2 separate regions of the Bos taurus genome follow, and region 2 is linked to region 1. The links are chromatin contacts, called in public Hi-C maps. All regions are on one chromosome and are shown on one strand. The core of a region is the stretch at or near the end of the contact, and the rest is flanking DNA. Distances in the headings are between cores, read along the strand shown.

Region 1 (7,305 bases), core at 3,324-5,823:
CAATGATTAGTGACTGAAGTAAAGTCTTGCAATAGCTTAATTCCTTCATTCTTTCTTTTATTGATCATTGTAGGGTGATTAAATTTGGGCTGGTCACCAGAACAAGGAGATAGAGAAACCTGAAGCTACAGTGATTCTAGTCAACCTGCCCCCAAGGAAAACTACAAAAGCTTTCACTAAGAGTAGGTTCTCCGTTTGGTACATTTTCTAAGTGCATGCTCCCCTTTCTTAGTATGCGAGTCCTGATTTTAGGTAAGGCTGAAATCTACCCAGAAAGAAGTCTATTTCCCAATATCTTTTGCAACTGGTGGTAATCATGTAATTAAACTCCGGCCAATGAGATGTGAACATAAGTGTCGCCTGGACTTCTGGGAAGGCTGCTCAAATGGGACTGACTCAGCAGTCTGACTCTGAGCCCTTGACCTTTCCTCTTTCTTATGCCTTAAATGGCCTGTAACAATGGAGCTCCAGCAGGTATGGGGACTAGGAAGTAACCTTTAGGATGAAAACCAGCTCTGAGCAGGAGGGAAAGAAAGACTGACAATGCTTTGGTCTATGACAGCTGTAGAACTGCCAGCCCTGGCCTTTCAGGAAGGAGCGGAAATGAATCTCCACCTTGCTTAACTGCTGCAATCTTAACTGCTTGCTCCTAAGAGCAGCTGAACTTCATGGAATGCATACAGCCATCAAAGAGTCAAACTTTCCAGTGTGGGAATTTCTTTTGTATGTGTGTGACTCTGTGACCCCACAGACTGTAGCCTGCTGGGCTCCTCTGTCCACTGAATTCTCCAGGCAAGAATATTGGAGTCGGTTGCCATTTCCCTCTCCAAGGGATCCTCCCAACCCAGGGATCAAACCTGTGTCTCCTGCACTGCAGGTGGATTCTTTACCCGTTGAGCCATCAGGGAAGCCTTGGAATTTCCTTTACAGGGAGACAAGGCCTTGTATGTTACAAGACATTTAAAATGCCAACCCTTTTAGGAGTTTCTTTTAAATCACTTAAAGTACAGATGTCTGCTAGCAACTCCTTTCCTGAGGGCAAATTTTTGAAGGGAAAGGCAGAGAATCTGAGGTTCCTGTGGGAAATTTTAAGAGTTCTAAGAAGGAAGAGAAAAGAGTTTAGAAAGGGAGTTAATGGTTGACTTAGCCACTATCACATTTTAACCTTAGGCTTGTACTCCTGACTCCAGATGGATGCTGGGCTTCATTACCTGCCCGAGAGGCCCTGGGAGACTTGAGGAGGGAAACGTAGGTATTCTAGTAGCCCTCAGTTCAGTTCAGTTGCTCAGTCATGTCTGACACTTTGTGACCCCATGGACTGTAGCATGCCAGGCTTCCCTGTCCATCACCAACTCCTGGAGCTTGCTCAAACTCATGTCCATCGAGTTGGTGATGCCATCCAACCATCTCATTCTTTGTTGTCCCTTTTTCCTCCCACCTTCAATCTTTCCCAGCATCAGGGTCTTTGGCTAAGAATACTGTTTAGTAGGTTAGGGGTATTAAATGCATTTTCTACTTACGATACTTTCAACTTATGATGGATTTATTGGGATAAAAAGTGAAAGTCACTCAATCGTGTCTGACTCTTTGCGACCCCATGGACTATATAGTCCATGGAATTCTCCAGGCTGGACAATACTGGAGCAAGGAGGAAGCCCATTGTAAATTGAGAAAGACCTGTACATGCATTTGTGCGCGTGTGCTCAGTCATATCTGTTTGTGATCCTATGAACTGTAGCCTGTCAGGCTCCTCCTTCCATGGGATTCTCTGGGCAAGAATACTGGAGTGGGTTGCCATGCCCTCCTCCAGGGCATTTTCCCGATATAGGAATCAAACCTGCGTCTCCTGCATTGGTAGGTGGATTCTTTACCTCTGAGCCACCTGGAAAGCCCTGGACATGTGTTACCACCAATCTAATCTTCATAAACTCTGAAACACAGGTTTGATAGCCTTAGTTTATCGATGTGCAAGCTGACATTCAGAGAGATTAAAGATCTTACTGAAGGTCACTATCCAGGGCTCAAGTTGGGTGACCAACTATCTCAGTTTGCCCAAGACTAGGGTTTCCTGAGATGCAAGACTTTCAGGAGAGCATCAGGCAAACCAAGATGGAAGAGTGATGGCAAAGCCCTGTCATAGCATCTTTAAACCCCAAGGAGCACAGAGCCCAGACAGAGCTCCTCAAGGGCTGGCTCTAGCCTCCTAAGGTGCTCAACTTTACCTTGGACTTGGGAGTCTGCTCCCCTCTTGAGAGGTGGACTTGAGTAGCCTTAGCAGTACTGTGTGATGGAACTAAAGTCTCCCCTGGTCTGTTCCCCCAACCCAAGATAGGACCCCCCAGCTCCACACACCCAGCAGCTAACAGCAAGGGAGAGCCCAGTCCTATCCAGGGAGCAGGTCCATGTACTCTGTGGGGCAGAGCCCGGGTCCTTGCCCCACTGTGAAGTGTCCTTCAAATCCTGCTCCCTCATTTTTCACCTGATGCAACCACTGCGAACAATAAATTACCTTTAACATTTTCCTATGAAAATGCTTCTTCTAGAGCTTTTAAAGCACTATTATTTATGCTCACCTAAAGATGTAAAATGTATGATTCAAGATAACCTCCAAATTCTGTCCCTTCCTATTCTCTCTTATTCCTTACTGAAGGGTGCCAATGGCATTTTGTGAGTGTGCCTCAATTTAAATACACCAAATAATGGCCATCTAAGGCAGGGGTTCCCAGCTTGAGGTTTCGGGATAGAATTCAGAGGGTATATGAGCCTTCCTGAAGTTGTGTGTCCGTGTGTGTGTGTGTGTGTGTGGGTGTGTGTGTGTGTGTGTGTGTGTGTTTTATAGGGTAGCAGGTCTGTAGCTTTTCACTACATTCTCAGGAGAATCTGTGACCAGAACAGAGTTGAGAACCACTGGTGAGATAACAAGAATTAACTGAGAAGAATTTTTTTTTTTTTTTTAACAAAAGATGTCTTTGTTTTCTGAAATGATTCACAGTAGCAACTAATCCCAGGATATTAACCTATGATTCAGGCTATGGCCTTGACATATATCAAAGGAAGAAGGTGGAGAGCCATAAGGAAGGTGTGGTCAAAGCCACAGCAGGGAAATGTGGCTGAAAGTTCCAGAGCCCAGGGCACCACGCCTCATGGGGACAGAGGCAGAATCTTCAGACCCAGAGGAAAGCTGTGGGGCTCAGAGCTGATTGTCTAAGATCTTCTAAGTCTTGTTGCCACTCACCTGTCTCTAGATGATTGGTTTTTTATTTCTGGTGTTCTGTGTGTGTGTTTTGCAAAATAAATGAATTCAATAAAACAACTATTGGGGGCTGTAGCCCAGCGTCTGAGAGCTCACACATTGGAGTCTTGCGTTCATAGCTCAGTCTACACTTTGCAGCCATAGGATTTGGAGCAGTGGCCCTGACCTCGCTGAACTTCAGCTTTCTGGGCCTCACTGGCATGGAACCTGTCCCCTGAGCCCTCCTTCCCAGCAAAGGCTTGAAGCAGTGGTCCTTAACTAAAAGGGCCAGTGAGAGCCTCATCACCACGATCCCCTGGCCAGCCCTCTTAGGCTCTCTGGCCTGCCTGGTTTCCAGAGCAGCGGACTAGGTTATATTCTCCTTCAGTGCTGGTCTCAGCCAAGCAGAGCCTCCAACAACCCTCTTTGGTTTGCTTCATTCTCCATGAGCTCATGTGCCCCCTGATGAAGCCATCTGAGAGATGCGGGCAGAGAGCTCGGAGACATGTGTGCTGACTACACCAGTGGGAGAGATGATTACTGCGGAATGAGGGCCACAAGGAGGTGGGCCTTCCCCAGCGACTGACCAACACCTCCCCATGCTGGAGCCTTCTCAGGGCACCCTGGGGCCTCCCCAGGGCCCAGGCTCAGGCTTGTGAGTCAAAGTCAGGAGTCTGTCATTCTGTTTTCACCTTCCCAAGCTCAGGATGGGAACATGAGAATTCCTTTCCATAATTAATCTTCTTCAGGTTCAGAAAGTGAGAGTGAAGTTGCTCAGTCGTGTCCGACTCTTTGCAACCCCTGTGGACTGTAGCCCACCAGGTTTCTCCATCCATGGGATTCTCCAGGCAAGAATACTGGAGTGGGTTGCCATTTCCTTCTCCAAGGATCTTCCTGACCCAGGGACCGAACCTGGGTCTCCTGCATTGTAGGCAGATGCTTTACCATCTGAACCACCAGGGAAGTCAGGTTCAGAAGAATTTAAAAAAAAAAACAAGAAGAAGAGCTGAGTAAGAGGGACGGTCTGAGGACCCTCAGCAAAGCTGGGTCTGGGCTCCTGCCTGAAGCGACTGGTCTGCCCACATATTCCTTGAATTCTCCCTAAATCTTTGGACTCTGCTGCAGGTTTATCTGCCTGAACAGTTTTCCCTCCCCGCCCCCCGCCCTGTCCCATAATGAATGAATCATTTCCTCCTCTCATATCCTGCCAAACATTTCAAATCATGCCTCCCATTCTTGGTTAAGTGCCTAAATTGACCTTACTATGATGAAACAGCAAAGGGTAGGAAACAATTTTTCACTCTCATTTACAAGCCTCTTGAAATAAGCTTTCTGAGAGGAGCTGTGGGCACAATACCCTGTGCCCAGCTGGATGCTCCTGCTGAAAACCCGTCGTCCACAGTTAAGCCCTGTGGTAGGGAGGGGATCACAGAAACGCAGGGGGAAGAGAACAAGATTCCTCTCTTTGAAGTAATCTAAGTCAGACATCCACCAGGAACAATCAGCAGAAAAGTGGAGTCAGTCCAGTAAGTCAGTTCAGTCGCTCAGTGGTGCCTGACTCTTTGCGACCCCATGAACCGCAGCGTGCCAGGCCTCCCTGTCCATCACCAACTCCTGGAGTTTACTCAAACCCATGTCCATTGAGTCAGTGATGCCATCCAACCATCTCATCCTCTGTCTTCCCCTTCTCCTCCTGCCTTCAATCTTTCCCAGCATCAGGGTCTTTTCAAATGAGTCAGCTCTTTGCATCAGGTGGCCGAAGTATTGGAGTTTCAGCCTCAGCATCAGTCCTTCCAATTAATATTCAGGACTGATCTCCCTTAGGATGGACTGGCTGGATCTCCTTGCAGTCCAAGGGACTCTCAAGAGTCTTCTCCAACACCACAGTTCAAAAGCATCAACGCTTTGGAGCTCAGCTTTCTTTACAGTCCAACAGTCCAGGTTGGACTGTACGAGCTTCTGCTGCCATCTGGTGGAGTTCTCTCCTTTAATCATTGTTAATTAAAGGGTCACTTTCTAGAGGAAAACTATAGAGTCATGGTTCTCCAAGTGAGCTCCTTGGACCAGCAGTATGGGCATTACCTGGTCATTTACTTACTACCTATGACAACTGGAGAGTAACTTAATCTTTTCAAGCTTAGTTTCCTTAGTTATAAATGTCTAATTCACAGCATTAATGAGGATTTAAACAGAAAACACAGATAACATGAGCAGGGATAATAAAAGATGTTAAGGAGCCTAGCATTAAACCTAACAAAAAACTGGTAATTATGAAAACAAGTATAACATTTCTGTTATACTTACATAAAAGAGCTCCTTGGAAAAGAAGAATCTCAGACTCTAGACTTACTAGATCAAGAGGAACACTTAACAGGATCTCCAGGTCATTTATATAAATATTAAAGTTTAAGAAGTACTATCGGAGAAGGCAATGGCACCCCACTCCAGTACTCTTGCCTGGAAAATCCCATGGATGGAGGAGCCTGGAAGGCTGCAGTCCATGGTGTCGCTGAGGGTCGGACACGACTGAGCGACTTCCTTTTCACTTTTCACTGTCATGCATTGGAGAAGGCAATGGCAACCCACTCCAGTGTTCTTGCCTGGAGAATCCCAGGGATGGGGAAGCCTGGTGGGCTGCTGTCTATGGGGTCACACAGAGTCGGACAGAACTGAAGCGACTTAGTAGCAGCAAGAAGTACTATTCTTGATGTTTTCCCCAGAGAGATAGATGTTTATTCTTGTTCTTCTTCTTATTACTTTACACTTTTAAACACAAAGTTGTTTAATTTGAAAATGCTGTCACTGAAGAAACTCATCACAAGCCAGTATGGACTGGAGACGAAGAGCCCTGGACTGGGGAGTCAGACAGCACTTACTTTGCATCCCATCCCTGTCACTTGCCACCAATGATGTGTGATAAGTTATTGAATCTTTTTGAACCTTACTTTCCTTAGTTATAAAATAGACAAGAAAATATCTAACTCATAACATTGTGAACATTTAAAGTGTGAGTGAAGTGAAAGTCGCTCAGTCATGTCCAACTCTTTGCGACCCCATGGGTCCGATTCGTCCACGGAATTCTCCAGGCCAGAATACTGGAGTGGGTAGCCTTTCCTTTCTCCAGGGGATCCTCCCAACCCAGAGATTGAACCCAGGTCCCCTGCATTGCAGGCGGGTTTTTTACCAGTTGAGCCACCAGGGAAGCCCAAGAGTGAAACATAAGAAAAATAGACTGTGCCTACATTAAAACTAATAAAAGATGCTCAGTTTTAAAAAAGAAAAGAAAGTACAAAATTTCTTAGAAAGACATTAAAGAGAAGACTTAATGTGAGAGAGGAAACCAGGTTCAAGGATAGGAAGACCCAATACTATAAAGCAGTCAGTCCTCTTCCGGTTCATCTCTTCTCATGCAGTTCAAGTGACAACCTTAACTGGGCTTTCTGTTGAACTTTGACAAGCTCATTCTAAAGCTTATGTAAAATAAAATGGCTGGGAATAGCTTAAACAACTTTGAAAGAGAAGACCAGATGGGAGAGTCACTCTACCAGATATAAAAACTTGCTATACAACTATTAATATAAAAATAGTGAAGGCGGTGTGGTGTGATACACTGGCGGACACAGTGACCAGTGGAACAGAATAGAGTTCAGAAACAGTTCTGCACATATTTGGGGATTTGGTATATGACAGTGGTGGCGTTATAAATCAATTTGGCATGACCCTGTAAAGTTAACAGCAAGACCTTGTAAAGCCATCATTCCCACTCCTGTGGGTCTGTTCTGGAAACACTTTAGCACACGCTCTCACTGAGGCATTTACAAGGATTTTATAGAAGCTCTTTTCTTGTAAATACAAACATATTGGGAAGAACCTAGAAGCATACTAACATAGTAGAATAGATGAATACATTTTCTTGCAGTATTGATTACTGTACAGCAGTTAAAAGAAATGGATTAGAGATGTATATAATAACACACACCTCAGAAGAATAACATTGGGGAAAAAAAGGCAATTGCCAAAGACATAGGAAGAAAATGCCATTTGTAAAATTTCTAACCTGCAAAATAATATTA
Region 2 (6,597 bases), core at 3,543-6,042, 77 kb before region 1:
GTATGAAGGAGCAAGCTGGGTTTTAGACTCCCATCCCCCAAAGATTCAAGAGATAATGGAGTCAACCCATGGGTGAGAGCTTTTCCTCTGCCCCAGCTAAGTCATGGTGCCATCCACCGCTGTGAAGGTGTCACAGAGTTCCAGTGATTCTCCTCTCCACCCCAAAGGTAAGAAGGGAGCTTGTCTACCTTTCCACCAAAGTAACAGCCCTCAAGAGGAAGCAGACTAGGGATTCTTCAGCTTGCAACACTCTCTTAAGTAACAGATCGGATGCTACATTTGATGGAATTTGTGAGCACACAATTACCCAAAAACTTTTGTATTAAATGAACACGCAAAGGTTTAACTTGGTAGCTGGTGTGCCTGTGTGCTCAGTTGCTAAGTCGTGTCTGACTCTTTACAACCCCATAGAATGTAGCTCACCAGGCTCCTCTGTCTGTGAGATTTCCCAAGCAAGAATACTGGAGTGGGTTACCATTTCCTTCTCCAGGGCATCTTCCTGATCCAGGGATCAAACGTGCACCTCCTACATTGGCAGGCAGTTTTTTTTTTTTTAATCACTGAGCCACCAGGGAAGCTCCTTGGTAGCTGGAATACTCAAATAATTGCTTAAGCTATTTTAAAAATCCTGTATGTTGAATGGTCTGCAACACATTATCTGATTATCCTTAAAAGCAAAACAAATATTCATCCTCTGAATGTCAATTTAAGTGTTTGAAACTACTGGAAGTTAATCAGATTCATATCTGATAAATATGGGAAGGCTATCAAAATGAAAAATCGTGATTTTAATGAAAAAAATATCGAAGGGGGATATGAAACAGTTTCGTGAACTGAATGCAAAAGTGAAATTAGTTTCAGAATTATTTGAACAATGGACATCGTAATTACATAAGTTTTCAAGTTACTACTGAATTTTGTTTTATTGATTTTAAGTCACCATTTGCTTTCCTATTGCATACTGATGCATCTTAAAATCAATATAAAGCTTTGGTCAGAGATTAGTTGATAGTCATCTTTCTTTCTTTCTTAGCATTTTCTAATCAGTGCATTTTTAGATCAGTGGTGTCTTAGGCTTGATGAAATGTAGTATTTTTCAGCATAAGGACTCTCATTAAAATGTTTTGCCATATTTGTTGACAAGTCAGTTCCTTTAGTTAAGTCATCCCATAAAATGAAAAGCAAATATTGTGTTTCCACATGAAAACACATGATTTATTGGAAAATAGTATCTAGAAAAAGATTCTTTCCAAGGAGACAGATTCCCCAATACTAGCAATTATAAGGCTGTGACTTTTATTCACAAATGTTCTTTTACACCATGGTTGTAAGTAGTCTACGGACAAATACAAGTTGCTTTCACTACAGAAACACGTATAAATGGTGCTACCCCAAATGCAGTTCAGTAAATAGGCTATGTTAGTCCCTGAGAAACACTGCTTAATAGGTCACAATGATAAGCCCTAAGATCAACTCATAACCTATTACACAGAAATTCACTCACTGAATGAATCATCCCGTCCACAGCAGTCTTAGTAACGCACGTTATGGTGGCCAGCATGGAGTTGTTTCCCGATTCCTCAGCGCCATGCATGGTCTCCAGGCAGAAGGCCTGGGGGTGGTCTAGCTCAGGTCTCTCTATCCGAGGTGGCCGCACTGACAGGGGGTTGGGAGGATGCTTTCTTCTCCCACTCCACTTGTGCTGGGACTCAGTTTCCCTGGGGCCCCACTTCCTGTCCACCAGGAGGGCGCAGCTGTCCTTACACTCCCTTACATTTTAGAGCCAAGGGAATGGAATGATTTAACCTGGCTTAAAGATCTTTTGAGTAAAAAGAGGGCATGAGGAAGAAAGACGGCAATGAAGAGTCAGAGAAGTGAGTTACAAAAACTGACAACAGCCTTAAGAAAGTCTATGGAGTTGGCATTAGGTAGACTTTTTTAAATAGATAACTTTATAAACAGTTTTGGATACTAGTTAAGAGTATGCTGCTGCTGCTAAGTCGCTTCAGTCGTGTCCGACTCTGTGCGACCCCATAGACGGCAGCCCACCATGCCCCCCCATCCCTGGGATTCTCCAGGCAAGAACACTGGAGTGGGTTGCCATTTCCTTCTCCAATGCATGAAATGAAAAGTGAAAGTGAAGTCGCTCAGTTGTGTCCGACCCTCAGCGACCCCATGGACTGCAGCCCACCAGGCTCCTCCGTCCATGGGATTTTCCAGGCAAGAGTACTGGAGTGGGGTGCCATTGCCTTCTCCGAGTTAAGAGTATAGACTCTGGAAAATGAGTTCCATCCTGGGGTCCACTATTATATAACTGTGTGACCTTGGACAGGTTATTTAATCAAGTTGTGCCTCGATTTTCTCATTAGGAGAATGGGGGTTGTTGTAAGGTGTGTGTGTGTAACCCCTACATATGTTCAATATCAAATGATCACTAGTTCTTTACTACCTTTATCAAATCTATAAAGATAGTGTTTACATAATTTGCTTTCTCTCTTATTAAACTACTTCTCACCGAGATGTTAATAATTAATATATTATCCTTCCTACAAATATCTACAATTTAAAAGAGGATGCACAGGAAGGCAATCCTTACTTCAGAGGTTAAGGAAGTTGCTACTGGTGGAATTTCAGACATCAACACTAATCCAACTGGGAAAATATTAGATGATAACTCCTAAACATAGCTACTCAATAAGATTCCTCCCCCTGTCCCAGGTAGGGATGGTGTGTATCTCTGAACCTATGTAAGTTGTATGTCACTTTTTAAAAAATTCTTTTATTCATATACATGTGTCATTTTCAGAGAAAACAATCAGTTTTCATTGGATTTCAAAAGGAACATAAACTAAAAATAATTAACAATCCTCGCTCTCCATGCAGCCTTAGTGCTTAAATCCTGATTCTCTGTCCGTATATAATAAGTGCCCTTCTAGCCAAACACATGTGTGTACACACACACTCACACACACACACACACACACACACACACACACACTCACACACACACACACACAAAGGGTGGCAGCAGCAGCTTTACTCTGGAAACATCTCTTGAAGGTTCCAAAGGAAAAAGGCACATAAAACATTTCTCCCTTTAAGGTCTAAGCAGATAGATTCACAGATTTAGCTTTGATCATTGTTACAACATTTTCTTCCATTATCCTTTTATTATCTATGCTGTTTATTATTCTTCTCCCTCTAATGAAAAAAAAAAGTTTAGAATAAAGAGAAAAGTATAAAGAAGAGAATACAAATTACTCGAAATCTTGCCAATCAAGACAACCACATTCAGTTATTTTTCTATTTTTATGCAAATCAAAATATACACAATTTGTTAAATACATGGAATTACTGGTCTTTTATCATCGTTTTTTACCTATCATAAACATTTTCCTCCATTGTTAAATGTTCTTGAAAGCATGGTGTTAAAGATACCTTACTCACTATTTTTGTGCTGTTAACGTCACCAGTTCATTAAAGCTGTATGTTTGTTTCTCTAGTTTGTTATCACTGTAAATAAAGCTATGGTGAATACTTTGTACACAGGCATCAAGTACACCTCTGATTATGTATTTGAAAAAAATTTCTAGAACTGGAATTTCTGGGTCAAAAAATTTTAATTGTTTTTCTTATTTATGACTCTGGGTTGCTTATTTCTCATTTATTAATATTATTGTGTCTTCATTAAAAGAAAAGTTTAATCACATTTCTAACATTTCTAACCTTATAATTTGTAAGTTTTCAAATACTTGAAGAAAATTCATATAAATGTCAAAACCAAGTCCCTTTCTTCTTAAAGCACACACATACAGCTAACATATGCTTATTCAGAAAGACAAAATCAGCAATGTATCAACATTTTGACTGCTGAGACAAGAAATACTTATTCTAACTGAACACTGCACCTCAGGAGGAATTTCCTCCTTTTAACCACTGGGTGTCCCCTGAATCCTATTTTTAAAGTTAGGCAGGTATCACCAGATCCTATCTAACAAATAGTTCAGCAATCTCTCATCATATAGCTGGTACAAGGAACCCTCATTATTTTTTAAATGCAATATTTTAAAAATTAGTCATTCAACTTTCTTGTCAGCTTTCATTTTTCTGGGAAAGAGATGCATGGTTTCAGACTTGACTGAGTAAACTCAGTGTTTTAAGAAGGTAAGCAGGAAAAAAAAAAGTAACAATATTGCATTCAGAGAAGTAATTTTTATCCCAAGCACTAAGTGAAACCAAAATTGGAATGTGAACATGAGATCACTTTAGCTCTCTGTTTCCTGTAAAAAAAGTGTTTTCTTTGAAACTGTACTTTGCAGACTTCAGAGTGATATATTTCTGGAAGGTGCTGAAGTCCAAACATTACGTACTTTGAGCTCAAATTAGATCGCTTAGGAATCAGAGACTTGATTTGAAAAAGAAAGAGAACAGGGGTGCCCACCTTAACGTGAAAAACCAACCACGAAGCCCACAGTCCTAATGATTAAGATAAACATATGTGTAGAATTCATTCCTGAGCTCTTCCCAAATAATGTCTTTCTTATTTGATATTGGTCAATTGATAAATGAATCCATTTACCTATAAACACCTGGCAAGCAATCCAAGAAATCTGTACCATGTGACACATGGCAACACTTATCTCTTTCTGTGTAAATAAACACTGATTTAAACTTTTTCTTTTCTTTTGTTTTATCTGATGCTCACTATAAATGCACGTACACTGGAGGAAAAGAGTCATCGGTGCCGAATCTCCACTGACTCAGCAGCCTCTGGCTCGTAACAGAAACAGCTCTCAAGTGAACCGACGATATCCCAGTCTCCAAACAAGAAAGCTCCCTCAGCTCCCAGTCCCGGGTCTATCCTCAGCCTAGGTGCTCCTTCCAGCCTTCCGACCCATGACCCGGCAACATCCAGGCTCCCCCACCCCTTTTGTTTCTGCTTCTTTGACTCGTTCACTGGTGTCTCCTTCCTACCTACTTCAGGCAGCCATTTATTAACATTTGCTTTTGGTTTCTCTCTTCTTTCTCCCTACTCGCTTCTTCAATAATTTCAACCAAGAATTTTGGCAGTGAGGGTTAAAAAGGAAGATGGAATGGAAGCTTGAGCAGCTTCAAACGAAATATTTTAAAATAGTTCATGATGAGGAAGACTAAACTAAAATGTCGTCTAAAGAGGAGTCATTAAATAAGGAGTAAAAAGAAAAAAAAAAGAATGGGATGCGACTTAGTGACTCAAAAACAACAATAACAAAAGGAATGAGGGAAGAGTTAAGGAACGAGGTCCTAGGAGAAGTAGGAAGAAATAGGGTTTGCATTTCTGCATTTCTCCCTTGCAACCAAAGCCTCCCCATCTGGTCCAATGACTCCTTGAAACCACAGTGCCCTCAATGTGCTTCAGAGCCACGCTGTCCCCAGGACATGGAGACAGGAGACGGCTGAGGGATGGGGTGGGGTGGGCAGGCATTTCAAAAAGAAAAGGAAATGAGAAAGGAAAAAAAGGAAGAAAAGCTCATATTTTCCAGGAACTGCATTATGAGATCTGTAAGAATTATCTGTGTTACTCGAAAAGTGCTCAGAAGACCACCGTCAGAAGAGTCACCTGAGTGACTGGGAAAAATACCGAAAGCCTGATCTCACCCTGATCTGGGCCCAGGAGTCTGAATTTTTCATACTATGTCCAGGTGATTCATAGGCATGCTTAAACTTGAGAAATATTGCATAATCTCATGTAATGTCCTAGGAGATGAGGAACAAAGTTTAAAATAAATTTTTATGATACTAACAAATTGATGCTTTTGAACTGCGGTGTTGGAGAAGACTCTTGAGGGTCCCTTAGGCTGCAAGGAGATCCAACCAGTCCATCCTAAAGGAAATCAGTCCTGAGTGTTCATTGGAACGACTGATGCTGAAGCTGAAACTCCAATACTTTGGCCACCTGATGTGAAGAGCTGACTCATTTGAAAAGGCCCTGATGCTGGGAAAGATTGAAGGTGGGAGGAGAAGGGGATGACAGAGGATGAGCTGGTTGGATGGCATCACTGACTCAATGGACATGAGTTTGGGTAAACTCTGGGAGTTGGTGATGGACAGGGAGGCCTGGCGTGCTGCAGTCCATGGGGTCACAAAGAGTTGGACACGACTGAGCAACTGAACTGAACTGAAATGAACAGCGCTCTATACATTTACTAAGGGTTCTGTAATAATGTGGATTGAAATATAAAAGACTAATTTATGATGTCAACTTGCTAAGAGATTTTGACTTCACAAGTGAACTGTTTTTGGAAGGTCTTAACAAGTTATTATGTACATTGGTATATGATAAAATATTACTGACTTTATGACAAGAATCATACATATTCAGTCCTTAAATGATAAAGGTTTCTTGCTGTGGGCACAATTTTAGGTCATCCTCCCTTCTGAATCAGTCATTCCATTATCTTTTAGAAGCTAATAAAGTCTAGAGAGAAGACTGAAAAAAATATAAATGTTAAAACAGTGTATTTCAGGATTAATATTTAATTGATTTGTCCCTCGGGTTTCCAGGACTTAAGATCTATTCTAAAGCCAAGAAATGTAACTTCTATTCAATTCCTTTGA

What was found. A called contact is a pair of places that touch in the nucleus more often than the background predicts.
Region 2: a contact with region 1 is called in a Hi-C map of skeletal muscle, with 8 times the contacts expected there. The contact joins two enhancer-like sites. A contact is called at or near these places in 4 of 11 Hi-C or Micro-C datasets (liver, skeletal muscle, skin fibroblasts and 1 more).

What each region holds. Positions count from the first base shown.
Region 1 is chr7:95,981,734-95,989,038 of ARS-UCD2.0, reverse strand. LOC104968993 (a long non-coding RNA gene) reads right to left here. Exons shown (of 6, transcript XR_009495407.1): 6 at 6,078-7,305. Among named protein-coding and RNA genes, the nearest start is that of CAST, 50 kb to the left of the region's middle. Within about 2 kb of position 4,573, at least 14 of the 102 cell types and tissues checked have an H3K27ac peak or open chromatin away from gene starts, as enhancers often do.
Region 2 is chr7:96,059,221-96,065,817 of ARS-UCD2.0, reverse strand. The region is part of intron 2 of CAST (calpastatin); the gene reads right to left. Among named protein-coding and RNA genes, the nearest start is that of CAST, 27 kb to the right of the region's middle. Within about 2 kb of position 4,792, at least 16 of the 102 cell types and tissues checked have an H3K27ac peak or open chromatin away from gene starts, as enhancers often do.